Regions from separate parts of the Mus musculus genome. Here region 1 is linked to region 2. A link is a contact called in public HiChIP or PLAC-seq data. All regions are on one chromosome and are shown on one strand. The core of a region is the stretch at or near the end of the contact, and the rest is flanking DNA. Distances in the headings are between cores, read along the strand shown.

What was found. HiChIP or PLAC-seq counts read pairs in DNA pulled down with a chosen protein or histone mark.
Region 1: a contact with region 2 is called in a CTCF HiChIP or PLAC-seq map of the NIH/3T3 cell line, with 11 read pairs. The contact joins two enhancer-like sites. A contact is called at or near these places in 1 of 15 datasets of contacts at CTCF or cohesin (the NIH/3T3 cell line), 7 of 484 Hi-C or Micro-C datasets (cortical neurons, embryonic fibroblasts, muscle stem cells and 3 more) and 1 of 115 datasets of contacts at active chromatin or transcription factors (stem cell-derived neural progenitor cells).

Annotation. Positions count from the first base shown.
Region 1 is chr3:58,368,776-58,375,162 of GRCm38.p6, forward strand. No RefSeq gene overlaps it. Among named protein-coding and RNA genes, the nearest start is that of Tsc22d2, 43 kb to the right of the region's middle. Within about 2 kb of position 3,811, at least 227 of the 459 cell types and tissues checked have an H3K27ac peak or open chromatin away from gene starts, as enhancers often do. A contact at or near this core is called in the NIH/3T3 cell line and embryonic fibroblasts, where this site is marked.
Region 2 is chr3:58,252,206-58,258,416 of GRCm38.p6, forward strand. No RefSeq gene overlaps it. Among named protein-coding and RNA genes, the nearest start is that of Gm26166, 35 kb to the right of the region's middle. Within about 2 kb of position 2,181, at least 50 of the 459 cell types and tissues checked have an H3K27ac peak or open chromatin away from gene starts, as enhancers often do. A contact at or near this core is called in the NIH/3T3 cell line and embryonic fibroblasts, where this site is marked.

The DNA of each region.
Region 1 (6,387 bases), core at 2,561-5,060, 120 kb after region 2:
CACATGTCTCTAACACAGAAAGCTACTGAACAGAAGTACAGCAGTTTTGTCTGTGGCCTCCATCTCTTCCCAATGGCTGTACCAGGTTCTCTGAGTGAACACACACTTGTAACATAGCATATACCTGCTCTTTAATGTCTATCTGACTGTTGAGCTCATACCTAAAAGTTACCTGTGTCATTTTACCTGTTAGGCTAAATTTATCCTTCCTGACAGGAAATCCTTACATGAATCCCTGACGGCATCTGCATGGAAATGAGAACATCTTCAGTCACTCGGTGACTCTTACCTGTAGGCCTTAGAATATGCTCTTTTACCTAGAGATGTTTTGATCTTTCTCAGGCACTGATCTCTAGACATCTGTTTGTAAAGCTTTTCTCAGATCTCCACTCTCTCCAAGTAGAACTCATCGCTACACTTTCAGCTCCCTAGAACAGAGATTTTTTTTCTACACAGAAAATCCCTGTTGTAGTGTGCTATAATTAGGTGCAGCCACATCTCCATTTGGGGTATTTGTTTATATCTTTGCTCTCCTTTGTACTGTTAGTTTCTAGGGAGCAAAACCTAATTCTGAGTTCTTGACACAAGAACTAACAAACGATGAGTCTATCATTAATTTCTAGAAAATAAAATACCTAACTATTAGTAGCCTAAAGCAACGTGACTTTATTTTTATGCACCATTTCTTAGTGTCATGAATGCACCTTAGCTGAGTTGTGACTCAGGGTCTTTCCTAAGTGCAAGTCAAAATGTCAAGTGCTAAAGGCTGTAGCACTGGCCTCCTGTGCAGAAGGACCTAGAGTTAGTCAGCAGTCCTGACAAAGGTCAGTGGAGGGAAGAACCAGGACTACAGTCACAAAGAGGCATGTTTGGGGCTGTTGCTTCTCCTTCCAAGACATCTAACTCATATAACTGTTGATCGAAACCTTCCCTTCCACTCCAACTGTTAGCAGACCTTGGTTCTTCTTCCAAAATGAGCCCCAGCGTCAGTTAAAACATATCTATGAAATGACATGCAGTTATGTTTACCATATTTGGTTAGTACACAGGACAGGCACAGCAGGAAACACAGATCATCCGGGTCTAAGTTGAAGACAGACTACCACACCCTAGGAACTCCCTCAATGTCTGAATAAATGAAGTGAACTTCTTCAGACCACATCCCAAAGCACTTAATGATCAAAAAAACAAAGAGGACTCATTTATCTTAAGGAGGTCTTGGCTATAAAAATCTCTCTAGACACTGATTAGGATCACAAACAGTGTGAGTAAACTCGTCCACTTTGAATCTTTTCTTCATTCAGGAATATAAACTTAGAGTTGGGAAGACCAGATGACATCCGTGGCTTCCTGCCCACTGAGTTGGGACAGTGAGCTTCAGATGAGCTTTAGCTTTGCATCCAGAGCCATTGGTTGATCCACATGGGTGAGTGTACCTCTGTTAAAGGGCCATTCATGAACCCACGCATGCCGGCTGGTAGTAGAGCAGTAATTGTGACGTCCCCCTTTTTAATTCTGAGACTTATACTTTTCCTCTACATTCTATTCTCTCATATTAAAAGTAATACAAATCCTTGATTATCCCTGTGGATTTTTATAGAAGAGTCTCATATTTCATAAGAACTGTGTTCCCTGGAGCAAGATTCATGACTACATGGTCTTATCTCTTAATCACATGCTAGTTCCCTGTGTGGACTGTCCTTTCTCTAACCTCTATGTCAACCCTTAAAATTCCACCAGTCTTTCTAGTTCTAGCCAAGTCTTTCCTCCTTCCAGAAGGTTCCCTATAGAGGACTTGCTTCCCTGTTTGAACAGCCATATCTTACAGTCTTTTCACTGTATGGTATTGACTAAGATATGTCATACATAACTTTCACTCTCTTCTTCTCCAAAATAAATGTTCTTTAAATTATTAAAGGGTAGTGTTTAATTTTTGTTTAATAGAGTAAGAGTTTCAACTTACCCCAGGCTCTTGCTTTTTGAAAACTCTGAAATGTTTCTGAAGTATTCAACCTGTTGGTTTCTTCGTGTGCTTGCCTTGTGCTTATTATTGGTTTCAGTGTTTGTAAACTGTTGCATTTTAAAGGCAGGGGTGCCTTCCATGAAACTAGTAGGTTACATAGCCTAGTGCCTATATGTTTTCCCCTTTAACAAAATTAAATCCACTTACCAGATGCATTTCTAGAGCCTCCTGAAAATATGTGTCATGCTTATGTGTGGCTGCATTCCAGAGAACTGAATATGTGCTACGGAGCAAGAGCTGCGCTAGGGGCAGGGAGAAAACCCTTACAAGGCAAGAGAACTGAGGGGACTCTAAGCTCTGGGCTAAATGAAGAATGAGGCAGTGCTGTTTCAAAATGCTGAGTCCAGTAAGAAAAGAAAAAGAATTGAAGTGAGAGAGGTGTCTGCCCATACCCAGCAGATCACAGACTCATCAAATAGAGAAGGAGCTTCGGGGCATCTAGATTTACATTCTTAGTCAGAGCACCACCCTAGGTGGTTTCTAGGCCATTTCTTACCAGCCTCCACTCCTTGAGAGATCTTCAGACTATCTCAGAGTCCCTTGAGAAACCATCCCTTCCCTCGACTTCCCTATTGTCCTGTGGCATGAGACCTGCAGTACAGCTCTAGATCCGAGGGAGGTGAAGAGGAGGGAGGGTATGACTTTGCCACTCAGAAGTTGACAAACTGCCTGACCCCTTACAACTTTAGTTTTCTGCCCCTATAAACCTATAAACCTAGCCAGTAATACCTACGATCTGGTTCACACGTTAGTTGTTGCTCAACAAACAGCAGCTATTGAAACAGTACAGCACTGTGTTAAATGCATGGAATGTAGAGCCAGGCAGGGATGGCACCACACCTCGACATCTGCCTCTGTGTGGCAGAACTTTCCCATCCCAGGTTCCCGATCTCCCATACAGGGATGATAAGGATCATTTCACGGGCAGGGTTAATGAAGGGATGGCATGGCTCTTGTTCAGAGCTGGTTACATTACAAGCATTCAGTGGACGGAGGAGCAGTAAGTGGAATTGTCGTTATCACAATAAGGCAACGGGAGGCAACAGCTAAGACTGGTGAGCTGCTACTGAGCTCTCTGCCCTCAGTCTTCCTTGATTGTGAGATCTTAGCATCTCCATTCCCTTCTCAGTAGCTTAGAGACATCAGTAGTGGCTGTTTTGTTGGACTAAACCCACTGGTATATGCTCATTCCTTACAACACTGGCACACAGTAAATAATGATTATTGGACATTATCATCATAAGTTGCCCTCCTATCTCTAGTTTAGGGGGCATTTCTATCAGTAGTTTTAGAGCATGAGATTTTAAGCAGTTAAATAAATTGGAAGTTTGAGTGTTCTCTGATGACTAATCTAGACTACCATTTCCCCTGGAAATAAGTCAGGCTTTCAGCCATAAGCGGTTTGCAACTGGGCCCCAGCTGACTGTTTCTTCAGTGTGGACGTGTAAAGCAGACAGTGAACTGCGTCTTATAAATCAGTCCTTCCAGAGAGAGACAACAACATTGTCATTGTCTCCTTTCTCTGGCCCTTCATCTTAAGGGCCAGCCCTGTGGAGGGAAGAGACTTTTACAGTTAGACACATTGCTCACTCCCCTCCTGGGCTTCAGCCTGGGCAGTAGGACACTCCGAAGCTCCAGAGTGTACTGCAGAAACAGCATAAGCCACTCATTTAGGTCTGGGAAAGCTTTACAGCCCAGGAAGCATTCTCACCCCCACCCTCCCTCTTGTCTTCAGCCAATAATCTGGCAACTCAGTGATGTCACCCTGCTGTTATGCAAAATGACTTAACTGTTGGAAAGGTGACAGGAATTCCAGTGACTGCAGGATCACAATGAAACTGCTTAGCCGCTCACTTAGTCATATTACACATCACCGATAAGTCACTTTCGAGCTGTGATTAACCAACTGTGCAAACAGCACCACTGTCAGAACAGAAAAGTCAGGGCCCGTGCCTTATGCTCTAAATGATCATATTCAGTTACTGCAGTGTCTGAATCATGCCATCGAGGTGACCATTGAACATTCCAGGAACACCAGGCCTTAGAAAGGAACAGCTGTAGGAAAGACAGCACTTTCTAGCCTTAATTTTCAACAGAACATTTATACAAAATTACTTTGCCCGTCTCTTAAAATTAGTCATTTTAAACTCTTGACGATCTTACCAGTCGAAAGACAGTGGGAAGAGGAGGAGCCTGTGCCCTGCTCCGTGAGAGCAGGAGCTGCCAAGCCTCGTTTCTTTTGCTCACACAAACTGACCTCTGTCACTGGCCACAGGAGGTAGGTATCAACTTGTTCTACAGTATCAGTTGTTAAAACAATGCTTACATTTTTCTCATTTCTGATGTGTGTGTGTGTGTGTGTGTGTGTGTGTGTGTGTGTTTAACTAACCAACCCTGAAAAGCACAAAAGGAAGGAAACTCTTCACCATCCTTCCCTCCTAAAACTTAATACAACATAAATCCTTACCTGGCATTGTGGTAGGTGCTGGGCACTGAAAGACTAAAAAGACTCCCACACATGCCCCCGAAGGAGTCCACAGCGTAAAGTAATAGGGTGACTGACTCAAAAGCAGGCACTTAGCAGAAGCTGCGAATGTGAGCTGGAAGGAGCAGAGGGGTTTATCAAGGCAGATTATCCTAGAGCAGGCTACTCAAAGCTTAGTCCAGCAGATGACCGAAGAATTTATAAACTATGAAGACTAACTGAGAGCAAAGCCTTAGAAACGTTTAGAGCAATGTGACAGAGGAAATGCATTTCTGTTGGGAGTCAATAATTGTTTTCAAAATAGTGTTTTTATTGATTCCTTAAGAATTTCACTTTGTACACCCTGATTGCTCTCACTTCCCAGTCCTTCCATGCCCTCTTCCTCCTTTTCTCCTCCTCCAACAACAACAAGTCCAATTTGTATGGCTCATATACTAACTGGAGCATAGTTAAACTCCCAGTGGCCTGCCCCCTAAAGAAAATTGAGTTTCTCATCTGTGCCCTCCTCCAGAAGCCATCAGTTGTGAATTTTTAAGAGTTCTCTTTCGATGGTTCCTAATTAGGCTGCTACATCGAGACATCGGGAGGGATTATTACAGAAGCCTTCCAAGTCCCTCTTTCTCAGTTGGGCATCAGCAGTTATCGACATCACAAAGTAGCTTTCCTGCTCTTTATAGTCACCTGGAGCTTGGACTAAGGACTTTTCCCCATGGTTTCTGGCAACAGCACCGACCATGAATACGGGCCCTGGTACAGTAGGACCATGGCCCTAGGCAAAGTTCTTGGAGGCAGCCTAGACGGTGTATATCAACATGGCTTCAGTCTGCAGCAGGTCCCTGGAGCCAGACTTGGCCCCAGACAGCACCACAGCTTCAGGTGGGTAGCACACACCAAGCACGGCCCCAGGGCATGGCACAGACCAGATAGCCACAGAGCATTAGATGTGAGACAGGCCACCACCTGGCCCCTGGCCCCTGGTCCCTGGCCCCATCAGGACCACTGACCCACACATAGTCCTCATCCACATCACAGGACCGTGGTGGTCCTTCACGAAGGTCTAGTCCAGAAAGTGAAGCCTTCCTTATCTTGGCCTCTGGCACAGCCCAGAGTCTGAGAGATCCCACGGCCAGGGAGCAAGTTAGGGGTTGAGTCTGTGTCTTTGTAAATTCCATACTGCTACCCACTACCCAGCTGACCACACTGCACCTGTTTCACGGTGGACTCCAGTGCTCCTCACACCTGTCACCGGCATCATGTCTCCTTTCTACATTAAGTCATTCAACAAAATAGATGTTTGCTTTCATTTTCAAACATTAAAAAAAAATTGAGAAAAAAAAATGTCTTTCTGGATACAAACACAAGGATGATGGTAGTAAAATAGAAACAGAAACCAGTCCTAGGAAAGAGTAAGCATTCAAATATCAAGACAAACAGAATTTCTCTGATTTAGCGTCAGCCTTGACTCTGAGCTTTCTGCCCTGGGAGGAAGAACTTCAGAGTCACAATCAGTACAATTTCTGTTTTTATGATGAAGAAAGAAACATGTAAGTTTCTCAGCAACACATTTTTCCTGCCAGTAAAATCTATTTTGAAAAGTTTTAATGCCAAGGACAGCAAATGTTTGCGGTATGGTAGACATCAATCTAAATAGCATTTGTATAATAAACACATGAGTAATTTAAACTGTCTCTTACAGAGATCCTCATCAGTGAGTGTCAAGATATAACCGGAAGACTTTACCCAATCCAAGAATAGAACTTAGAAGACCCTAGAGGGGTAGATGAACGGCATGTGTTTTAAGGTTCTTAATAGCTCTCTCAGCCGAGCTTGTACAGGTAGTGTAAAGTCTCTTATTATCTGAAAAGTTATTCTATTCTTA
Region 2 (6,211 bases), core at 931-3,430:
GTCTGTGCCTGTGCCTGTGTCTGTGCCTGTCTGTGTCTGTGTCTGTGCCTGTGCCTGTGTCTGTGTCTGTGCCTGTGCCTGTGCCTGTGCCTGTGCCTGTGCCTGTGCCTGTGCCTGTGCCTGTGCCTGTGCCTGTGCCTGTGCCTGTGCCTGTGCCTGTCTGTGTCTGTGCCTGTGTCTGTGTCTGTGCCTGTGCCTGTGCCTGTGTTTGTCTGTGTCTGTGTCTGTGTCTGTGCCTGAGCCCTGTGCCTGTGCCTGTGCCTGTGCCTGTGCCTGTGCCTGTGCCTGTGCCTGTGCCTGTGCCTGTGCCTGTGCCTGTGCCTATCTGTGCCTGTGTCTGTCTGTGTCTGTGTCTGTGCCTGAGCCCTGTGCCTGTGCCTGTGCCTGTGTCTGTGCCTGTCTGTGCCTGTGTCTGTCTGTGTCTGTGCCTGTGCCTGTGTCTGTGCCTGTCTGTGTCTGTGTCTGTGCCTGTGCCTGTGCCTGTGTCTGTCTGTGTCTGTGCCTGTGCCTGTGCCTGTGCCTGTGCCTGTGCCTGTGCCTGTGCCTGTGCCTGTGCCTGTGCCTGTCTGTGTCTGTGCCTGTGTCTGTGTCTGTGCCTGTGCCTGTGCCTGTGTTTGTCTGTGTCTGTGTCTGTGTCTGTGCCTGAGCCCTGTGCCTGTGCCTGTGCCTGTGCCTGTGCCTGTGCCTGTGCCTGTGCCTGTGCCTGTGCCTGTGCCTGTGCCTGTGCCTATCTGTGCCTGTGTCTGTCTGTGTCTGTGTCTGTGCCTGAGCCCTGTGCCTGTGCCTGTGCCTGTGTCTGTGCCTGTCTGTGCCTGTGTCTGTCTGTGTCTGTGCCTGTGCCTGTGTCTGTGCCTGTCTGTGTCTGTGTCTGTGCCTGTGCCTGTGCCTGTGTCTGTCTGTGTCTGTGCCTGTGCCTGTGCCTGTGCCTGTGCCTGTGCCTGTGCCTGTGCCTGTGCCTGTGCCTGTGCCTGTGCCTGTGCCTGTCTGTGCCTGTGCCTGTTCCTGTGCCTGTGCCTGTGCCTGTCTGTGCCTGTGCCTGTGCCTGTGCCTGTGCCTGTGCCTGTGCCTGTGCCTGTGCCTGTGCCTGTGCCTGAGCCTGAGCCTGTGCCTGTCTGTGCCTGTGCCTGTGCCTGTGCCTGTGCCTGTGCCTGTGCCTGTGCCTGTGCCTGTGCCTGTGCCTGTGCCTGTGCCTGTGCCTGTGCCTGTGCCTGTCTGTGCCTGTGCCTGTTCCTGTGCCTGTGCCTGTGCCTGTGCCTGTGCCTGTGCCTGTGCCTGTGCCTGTGCCTGTGCCTGTGCCTGTGCCTGTGCCTAATCCTGAGCCTGAGCCTGAGCCTGTGAATAGATCTACAACTGAATAACCTGCAGCTAAGCCTGACAACCTAAGTTTGATCCTCAAGAATCCACATGGTGGAAGAAGAGACTAATTCCCAAAAAGTTATCTTTTGACCTATATAAACACACACAATTAATTATTTAATTAATGTAAAACTTGTTTTAAAAGGTACCTAAAATGTACCTTTTTTAGCAAATCTCAAGTGTGCAGCATTCCTCCAGTCCTCGTAGTGAGCATTAGTTCTTCATTCTCCTTCATCTTGCAGAACCACAACTGTGTTATCCTTCTTGATTCTTTTATCCTGATACGCTGACTATCCATTTTCCTGAGGTGCCTGATTTTATTTCAGATGCTACATATATGTTCCCAGTCAATGTTTTTCCTTCCTATGTCTGGCTGGCTTGACTTTGCTCCCTGGGCTCATCTGTGTTCTCAGAAATCACAGATCTTCTTACTGAGGCTGGACAATATTCTACTGTGTGTATACGTGCTATGTTTCTCCATCTCCTCTGCTGATAGACACTTAGGTTGTTTCCGTCTCATGGACATTGTGAATGATGCTTCAGTAAACGTGGGCGTACAGCTATCTTCCCGAGGTGGTGATTTCATTTCCTTTGGGTGTATGCCCAGAAGAGCGATTGCTGGGCATACAGTGGCTCTATTTTTAATTTGTTTAGGAACCTTTACACCATTTTCCACTGTGGCTGAATCAATCTGTGTTCCTACCAACTGCTCCATTTTCTGCGCATCTCTCCCAAAATTATCTCTTCCCTTTTTCTAAATCCTAGACACGGATTTACTACATGGTGGTGTCTCTATTAACTATCAACAATGTATGAGTCACATCTTTCAATGTTTTTTCATGAATGCAAGGCTGGAATCTAAACCTGTTGGGGAGAACTTAGGAATCTTTTCATTTTTTTTTTAAATTATTCTTAAATGTCCTGAATGGAGCTGATTCTTTTATAAATCATTCTTTGTGGTCCTGACTGAGTGTTAAAACTTGTTATGTTGAGAAAGTTTACTAAAAAGAGACTCCAAGCCACAGAGAGAAAAAAATATTTCTATAACTTACCACAATCTGCCATTCCAATGACTGGAAAATGTAGAAAACCTTCTCTGACTTTGAAAAATAAATGTTTTCTTTTGTAAAAGTACCATCCATACAGTTACTCGTTCCATAAACAAATATCTTCATCCTTACCACCTGTGTTAACAATCCTAGCAAACCAAAGAGACATTCAGAGGCTCCTAAATAGAATCCTGAACATCAAAATGGAGTAATCTGTGTGGAATGATTAAATAATAATAATGCCAAGAACACAAATCTCTCTCTCTCTCTCTCTCTCTCTCTCTCTCTCTCTCTCTCTCTCTCAATTCAGTAATTTTTTATTATCAGTCACATGCTTCATAGGAAAAATGTAGGGAAAGGGTCAAGTCTTTAAAAAAAAAAAAACCTATCCAAACAAACCAAAAGCAAGTTTGTACACATCCTTCTATTTAGTAGCATGAGCAGGGCTCTTCCCCGCAGGAGCCTCAGCAGCTACGCTTGTCTGAAGTATCTCTTTGCAGCTGCAACCCTAGGCAGCAAAACCTCAGGGGTTTTGCAGGGGGAGCTTTTGCACAGGCTTCTACAAGGACACTGGGACATGTGCAACAGCCAGGTGCTTCAGGAGTCATTGGCACCTACTTAGAACAGAAGCAGCACCCAAAGTCAGAAAACAGATGCATCCAGATGTGCTAGATCTTGGAGACAAGGTGGAAAGGACTCACGGGTTTTAGGTGCTTAAAATCTAAAATGTTTATGGCTAAAACTATGGGGAAAATACAGCCAGAAGTATCATGCTAACTGTCCAACACTCTCTGCAGCAAGAACCACCTGATTTCAACAAACGTTCACTGATCTCTGGCTAGCAATAAGATGTCTTGAGTAGACTAACAGAGCCGTGTTTGTGCCCTCTATCCAAGTTGCTCACAGCCCAGTGGGGGTGATTCACTCTGTGCCCCCATTCCAGTCAACAGATTGGAGTCACAAGATGAATGTCAAAATTCAGAGAACAAAAATTGGAAAAATCTTCCGATGGCTGTCTGAGACAAACTTTGAAAACAATGACAGAGCTAGTCAGGAAAGGAAGAACTAGGGAGGAAGGAACCTGAAACAGTGGACTTCCCGACATTAATACCACTTAGTCTACTATTGAAATAGTTTGGGTTTGCTTGTGAGCATGCTTGGTTTTGTCTGTACAGGGTTGTATCTTTAGGTCAGAAAATGGTGCTGGGAGGAAAACCCACTAAAGGGAGGGAACCTGAACCAGACACCTTAAAAAAAAATGGCTCAATTGCTGACCACCTCCCAGGTGAGTTAGAAGTGATGGATTACAGACAAGGCACTCCTAGTAGCCACCAACAGGGAGCCCAGATTTGTAAGCTACCTATAGATAGAGCTATTGGCCTTTCCCTTGATCACCCAGTGTTCTTTGCAAAGGTTCTATAATATATTGGTAGAAAATAGGAAAGCTGTGGAAAAAATACATTTTTAAAAATGTATTTATTTGAAAATTTGTTGAGTTGCTTTATTTGTCATATATTTTTTAAGTACTATTTTTTTATTGTTGTTGTTGTTTTAGGTTTTTGGTATTGTTTGTTTTGTGTTTTGTTTTAGGAGAACTTGAGTCTTTGGTTTTTGTCTGGATTCCTCACTCGCTTATCCCAGCTCTAAGTTGGAAGCACTCAACTTCGTAGAAAGGACCGACCCATTACCACGAGGGACAGGCCCTGTCAACCGAAGGGAGAATAAGATGCCAGGTCACTCATGAAAGGACAGAGGAAGAGTACTCTCAGAAAAGCTTCAGAATAGACCATTTAAATGGCCCCAGTGTCTGAGAAAGAGCTATCTCAGTACACATTAAGTTGTTGTATAGTGCCCAAGAACAGAGTGGGGAGCAGTGCTTGACCTGGAATTCAAAGGAGCTCTGGAGGCACCTGCAACAGCACACGAGAACAAGACTGTAGGTGTCCGAGACAGGATGGAACTCAGCTTCACTGGTAAACATCCGGATATGTCGGACAGTAGAGTCAACCTAGTTCTCTATCTCCAGCCTCATATTCTCTGCCTGCCTGAAATAAGAGCAAATATTGGTTGAACATTTACTATGAATGTTTCCCAGCTTTTCCACAGGAAGTGATAGATGAGTGAATTTTAATCTATTTTTTTAATAACGGAACATTTCCATAAAATAAGGTCTCTGATGGCTCCCCTGTACACACACAGAGGGAAGGGGCATGCATATTTAGAAGTTGAAAGGTGAACCATTTCCTCACACAATATCAGACTGTGGCTGCCATTGTATTGCTGAACTATAATCTATCACACATTTGAGAAGCAAACTATTCTCACTAGGTGAGTGTTTTTTGTTTAGAGTTTTATTTTTGTCAATGTGAGGTGACATATTTAGACCCAATTTGGTCTCAAACTCATGGCAATCCTCCTGTCTCAGATTTCCAAGTGATGAGATTGCAGGCATGGGCCCAGCCTTAATTTTTAAAATAACAAAATTAATCCAATCAAATGTATATTTGTGGATCCCTAACTTTCTTCTATGGCCTCCTTGGTTTCTAGTTAAAAAGTTGCTAGGTAAGCGTTGCTTTGAATCTACTTCTGAGTCTGTACCAGATGGTTTAAAAAAATAAAACAAACACACACACACACACACACACAAACTGTGAAAAACACAGAGCAATGGCCGTTCTCCCACATCAAGTAAGATGGCTTCTTTTTCCTTTCCTAGCAGAGCCCTGGTTTCTGATCACATCAAGATCTAGCACTGTGAGGAATCTTAGTTTAGTTCCTTTTTTCACATGTTTTTGGGGCCAAAATAATACAACAACTTTGATGACGTCATGAAACTTATAAGTTCTAGCTTAACCACTTAATGTAAATCTGGGTTTTACCAGAAGCATCATGAAAGGAAGGCGAGAGGGCAGGAGGGGAAGAGGGAGGGAAGAAGGAGGAGAGAAAGGACAAGTTAGAACAAAAAAATAATGCACTTTGTATGAAGGACTAAAGACCCATAAAACCCAAGAATGTTTTCAGTGCTAGGGATTGAACCCAGAACCTTGTAAATATTAAGCAAGTGAAGTACCACTGAGCTACACTCCCAGCAGTCATTTAAAAAAAAATGTGCAGTATTTTTTTTTTTATATATATTCTCTGGGAGTTTCAGGCATTATATACGTATCCACTCCCATTTCCCCCAAAACCATTTAATATGCTCATCTCCCAACTAATTCCCTCTTCTTTTTTCTTTCTTTAAACAGCACACTGAGTTCAATATAGTGCTGCCTGTATGTGAAAGGATGGAGGCTATCCACTGGAGCTTGGGCAGCCTTTCTATAGCCATGCCCTCAGCCAAAGAAAAAGATGACAATGAGGAAGTAGAAGAAAAGGAGGAAGAGGAGGAAAAGGAAAAGGAGAGGAAGATGATGAGGAAGAACACGATGACAAAGAGGAGGATAAAGAAATATCACCCCTCTTCTCCCAGTAGCTATCATCTGACAGTAACTCCTCAGTGTGGAATGGGGTCTGAAGAGCTCCTCCCCATCTGGAATTGTGGCTGGCTTGATCTGTGCAGGTCTTATTCAGGCAAGCACAGCTGTTGTGAGTTCACGAGAGCAATGACCATGTCAAACACAGAAGACACTATTTCACAGTGCTCCTCCCCATTCTCCAACTCGTGTGCATGTGTGTGTGTGTGTGTGTGTGTGTGTGTGTGTGTGTGTGTGTGTGTCTGTGTCTGTGTCTGTGTCTGTGTGTATGTGTGTGTTTTGAGCATGTGACAGCACACGCAAGTGGAGGTAAGAAGAAAAACTGCACCATCA